Linked DNA regions of Mus musculus: region 1 is linked to region 2. Evidence: chromatin contacts called from public HiChIP or PLAC-seq data. All regions are on one chromosome and are shown on one strand. The core of a region is the stretch at or near the end of the contact, and the rest is flanking DNA. Distances in the headings are between cores, read along the strand shown. Region 1 overlaps Cog5 (component of oligomeric golgi complex 5). Region 2 holds the start of Bcap29 (B cell receptor associated protein 29).

Region 1 (2,819 bases), core at 108-2,607, 230 kb after region 2:
TTGATTTCAGATAAACATTGAAAGAAATTATTGATTGGATTAAATCAAAATAAGAGCTAACTCATGGGAAAAACTATAAATTTTTATGTTAAGTATCAGACAAACTAAGTACATTTATATAGTACACAAATATTACTATTAATTTTAAGTTTGTGTTGGATTTTTGGTTAGCTCTACATCTAACTTGAAATACTACTATTGTCAGGTGTGGTGGCTCATGCCTATAATCTCAACACTCAAGAGGTTGAAGCAAGAGGATTGCAGTAAGTTTGAAAGCTAGTCTGTGGTGAATAGTGAGCTCTAAGCCAGCCAGGGCTACAGAATGAGGGATAGTCTCAAATGAGAGGAGAAGGGGGAGAGAAAGGAAAGAAGGGATAAAGTGAAGAGAGAAGGAGCGGGGAAAGGAAACTATGAGGTACGAAGTACAAAGAACTAAGAGGGATGGTCTGAGTTAGGAGTGCTTACTACCCTTGCAGAGGACCCGGCCGTGGTTGCTCTTTACCCCAGTGGTGGCTCACAACCCTCTGAAAATCCACTTCCAGAGATGTGACAGCTCCTGTGATGTCACAGGCTCATGCATGCACATGGTTCACATACACACTTTTGGGCGTACATGAATTCATATAAAGTAAATCACTGTAAATGCTAAGATACCCTTAGTCCTCAAAGCTAAAAGCATGGATCTGGTGTGAGGTAATTAACAATAAATTGAACATGCAGAATGATAGAGTAAAAAATAATCCCAGGGTTACTAGCCCAGGGTGCACACAGTGAGGCATCTCATGTGCTGAGATTAGAAGATTGAGGAAGAGGAGAATCAACAGTTTGCTTTGGTTGGGCATATAGGCTGAGAAGTTACTGCGCTCAGTAAGTCCATCTGGAGAACTCATGAGAAGACAGGACAGGATCTTCAGTACACTTCCGTGGTCCTCAGCCAAAGAGGATTTTCTGTTCACTCTTCCCTTCTCCCAGCACATATTCCGTTATCTGTGGATGTATTAAGCTGCCAGGGTTTTGTTGTTGTTGCTGTTGGGGGAGCTAGTGTCTAGTTGTTCACAGTCAAGGGTTCTGCCAAGTCATCTTACAGAGCATAAGACAGCGTCTCACAACAAAGACGAACCTAACCTACTTGTCAGCGCTGCTGGATTTGGTGCATTTAGAGCACTCATCTCAGGACAAGAAGGGGTTAAAGATTAGGACAATGAGGAGGAGGAACCAGTACAGAGAAGTGAATCTCACCTATGAATGGCTAGCCCAGAGAGGACAGTGAATGTGGTTATGTTCATAAGGCAGCTGGGAAAGTGTTGAAAGAAGCGTCCGATCAGCTGTGTCAGGTGCTGCTCAGCGTCAGTTGAGAACCACGGTTTTGCCGATGTGCGGGTCTGATGTGACTTTGATAAGGGTTGTCTTAGTAAATGGGGAGGTTAAAACAGGAGGTGCAGAAAGGGACTGGTGAGATTTTCTAGAAAGGAAAGCTGCTACATGCTTGTGAGAGTTACCCATGGGAAAGGGAGGAAATAGTGATACAGCAAAAACAGGGCACAGCGTGTGCGCTGCATAGTTAAGATAAAGGATGGTTTCTGTGCACTTGAGAAATGACTGGGACACTGACAGATACTGAACAATCCATTTTTGATAAGATTTTATCTAGGGGTATGTGTAGCCTTTCGGGATGCATCCTGGATGCAGCTAAGCAGGAGTAAGGAGAGCTGAGGTTTTGGAGACGAAGGGCCAAGGGCCGTTGTGTGAACAGTCCTGCCTGGCTCTGAGAGACGAGTGGAATATGTAACTAAGCTGCCTGCACTGTAGTTTGATAATCTTAGATTTACAGTATGGCCCATGGAGTTGGTTTACCTTTTCATATCAGGTGTGAGTGTTAATCAAGAATACCATCTTCCTCGGCATCAATCCTTTAACCCTAGACTCTCTTCCCCCTTGTGTACAAAATTGATAGACTATCCAAGCACAATTTGAAATCATCTACATGGATGTCATAACTTTATGGAATCTAAGCCAGAAAGTGTGGGAAAGAAAAAAAGAGAGGGTCAGTGACACCAGTAAGACTGAGTGAAGGGAGTAGAGTTGGACAATCCCTAAAAACCCAGATTATTGCTGTCAGAGCAACAGGAAAGCTAGAAAGTGAGAGGAGGGTGCCTGAGACCATCATCTAGAACAAGGTATGAGACGGTAACAGCAATATAAACTATGTAACCACAGAAAAGGGAGACGAGTTACCCTGGAGGATGAGGTCTGAGGGGAGTGGAGGTCCAGGGAATCAAAGACTTGTCTGTTTCAGTAACTAAGAGTGATGACAGGGGTGGAAGCAATGAGAATGCTTAGTGCCTTAGTCCTGACCTCTAATCCCACTTCTGTTAACAGGAACTAGAACCCCTGGTAGATTTGATGGATCACAAGTAAAAGCATATTATCAAAGTAATTTTCAAAGGTGATAATAGAATTATAGTTTCACAGACCACATGAAGCTCAAGAAGAAGGAAGACCAAAGTATGGATACTTTGGTCCTTCTTAGAAGGGGGAACAAAATACCTATGGGAGGAAATACAGAGACAAAAGTTTGGAGTAGAAACTGAAGGAAAGGCCACCCAGTGACTGTCCCACCTACGGATCCATTCCATATACAGTTAGCAAACCCAGACGTTATTGTAGATGCCAACAAGTACTTGCTGACAGGAGCCTGATATAGCTGTCTACTGAGAGGCTCTGCCAGTGCCATCCACAAAAGTGGATGCTCACAGCCATCCATTGGACTGAGCATAGGGTCCCCAATGAAGGAGCTAGAGAAAGGACCCAAGGAGCTG
Region 2 (2,700 bases), core at 36-2,535:
TGGTTGGTGGGAAGAACTTGGTACATCCCTTCCTACAGTATGAGTTACTGCTTCTTGTGAGGGAAGGAAAGGGCATGGTGTGGAGACCAGGACAGAGAAGAGCTGCAAACCAAGCAGATGAGGAGTTTCAAGTTTTTGAAAGACTGCGTGGACCCTGAGCCAGTCCATTTTATTGTCCCAAGTAAACAGTTTTGCACCCATCCTTTTATTTCTCTGCTCAAATGCAGGGCAGTTTAGGGGAAGGGGAGGGAGAGAGGAAGAGGGGGAAGAGGAAGGAGAGAAATGAAGAGGCGGTGGGGGGTGGGGGAAGAGGATGAAGGGGGAGGAAGGAGAGAGGAGAGAGAGAATATAGATATATAGACAGGAAAGATGTCCAAGGCATAACCATGGCTTTATTATACCTGTAATCAAGACACCCACCCCCCAAAAAAACCTAGGTTCTTTTAAAAAGGAGGTGAAAATCTATTTGTACACAGAATCAAGCTTTATATAAAGTAGAATTTTAATAGTTACCAGATTGCAAATTTGAGTTTCATTTTTAAAGACTACCTTTTATATAATTGGCTCCCATCTTTTATTTAATTATCCATTTGTTGTATGTATGCATGTGTATTCATCATGTGTTTATGTGCGTGCATGGGTGTTTCTGGGCGTCCCAGGGTGGAAGTGTGGCGGTCAGAAGACAACTTTGTGGAGTCGGTTCCCCTTCCACCAGGTGGTTTCTGGGTATCGAACTGAAATTCTCTCCCTTGGCTGCAAGGGCCCTTTACCTACTGAGCCACCCCGCCGGCCCTCCCAAAACTTTCTAACCTTACAAAGAGCATCGCACGCCGTAGCCTGAAGAAGCTAATCAAACATTTGGTACTGTTAAGGATCTGACGGTTTCCTACCTCTGTGGAGGAATAAAGGGCAGACAGAAGAGTAAAATGAGTCCTATTTCAGCATAAAGAAAGCTGGCAACCGCCGCCCATTGGATTGTCATCGTTTTGTTTTGTTTTTTCTTCACACCTATACAGAGAAAGATTTCAATTTTAGAGAAACATGGGTGAACGGCCAGACACGCGGCGTGGGGCCTGCCGGGAGTTCGCCTAACTCCGGGTGACGAGGCAGTGCGCCGGACGGCCCCGCAGGTTCTTCCCCGGTCCCGAGGTGGCTCGGGCCGCAGAACGCCGCGGCCCGAGCCGCCGGACGCGAGGTCAGCAGCGGGGCCGCCCGCCGCCCGTCAGGCTTACCCGCCGCCGATCGCTCCGCGTGCCCCGCCGCCCGCCTGCGCGCGCACGTCCCACGCCGCCGGGAGCGCGCCGGGCCCGGCTGAGGTCACACTGGCGCGACCGCGCCTCCCGCGGCCCTTGTTTCCTGGTGCGCGGCGTGAGGCGGCCGAGGCTCCTCCACGTGGGCTCGGTATCCCCGGAGGGCTGATCCCCGATGCGGCTGATGCCGGATGACGGGAGCCAGGGCCCGGGTCTATGGTGGGACCCAGCCAGGTGCCCTAGGGTGGTAACCTGCCTCCCTGCCCGGAGCTAAACTGAATTTAAGTCATGGCCCAGGCCTGGGGGGTCTGTGGAGCGTTTTGTGTTTTGCATGCTGTTTTCCTGGTCCTACCGTGCCCATAGGCAAGACCAGGCAACTTGTGGGAACTGCTGGGTCTACTCCTTTACCTAACCATATTCCCTTAGGTAACTAGATAGGCCCCAGAAACCTTTGAGGGTGGATGCTCTCATGCTTGGTTAACTTTGCATTCCACCTCTGGTTTCCCTGGTAACACTAGAAAGAAAAACCTAACTACTGCCTCTCCTTAGGCTTTCTGGTCAATTCCTGTAATATCCCTGCTCCAAGTAGAGACTTGGCATCCCGATAACATTACATACTACATTACATACTGTCTCCATTAAGCTGGCCAGGAGTTCACTATCCAGGAAAAAGGATTCACTTGGAGATGTGTTAAAGAGGTGGGAGGGATAATTATTCCATTAATACGACGCAGCACTTACACATCCCAAGATGGCACTCCTTGAAGGAGCTTCCTTCTGCCCTGTGGCAGTAGTAAGCTTGCTTGGTTTTCTGGGTTCTAATTCAGAAAAGCCTAACACCTGCCTCTGTTTTTCTTTAGTGGATGGCCAAAAGCCTAAGCAAGCTTTCTGCTGATAATGGGCTTTCTCATTTCTGAATACCTGCCCCCTCCCGGAAGTACTGGTAGACCTTCATTTCTGAACAAGGCAGTGTTATTGGACCCTTTATGCCTAAAGATGTAACTTTTGTCTTTTTCCTCCTCTTCTCCATCCCCTTGGCTACCTTTTTTTTTTGTTTTGTTTTGTTTGTTTTTAATTCCAAATTAATAGTATTGCCCTTTAAAAAAAGCTTTGGCATTCTTTTATTAACAAAACTAGGAATCTAAAAGGGAACTCCAAATACTTCCAGGTTTTCAACATATGTGAATATTTGCAAATCTCAGAATGTAACTTCAAAAGGTTAAAAATCCCCTGTAAGGCTGTTGTGCAGTTGCTCAGATGCTTAATTTAATCATGACTTTTGAGCAGCCCATGTTCATTTGGGTTTGTAGTGTCCTTCTGCTAAGTGTCTATTAGAAATGTCTATGCGCCGGGAATGGTGGCGCATGCCTTTAATCCCAGCACTTGGGAGGCAGAGGCAGGCAAATTTCTGAGTTCGAGGCCAGCCTGGTCTACAGAGTGAGTTCCAGGA

The links. HiChIP or PLAC-seq counts read pairs in DNA pulled down with a chosen protein or histone mark.
Region 1: a contact with region 2 is called in an H3K4me3 HiChIP or PLAC-seq map of the SCID.adh cell line, with 14 read pairs. The contact joins the enhancer-like site here to the promoter of Bcap29 in region 2. A contact is called at or near these places in 1 of 39 promoter capture datasets (cranial neural crest), 1 of 115 datasets of contacts at active chromatin or transcription factors (the SCID.adh cell line) and 2 of 9 other capture datasets (adipose tissue and liver).

What each region holds. Positions count from the first base shown.
Region 1 is chr12:31,861,779-31,864,597 of GRCm38.p6, forward strand. The region is part of intron 14 of Cog5 (component of oligomeric golgi complex 5); the gene reads left to right. Among named protein-coding and RNA genes, the nearest start is that of Hbp1, 87 kb to the right of the region's middle. Within about 2 kb of position 1,358, at least 14 of the 459 cell types and tissues checked have an H3K27ac peak or open chromatin away from gene starts, as enhancers often do. A contact at or near this core is called in the SCID.adh cell line, where this site is marked.
Region 2 is chr12:31,633,373-31,636,072 of GRCm38.p6, forward strand. Bcap29 (B cell receptor associated protein 29) reads right to left here and starts at 1,286. Exons shown (of 8, transcript NM_001164090.1): 1 at 1,233-1,286; 2 at 891-1,008. The coding sequence starts at 982.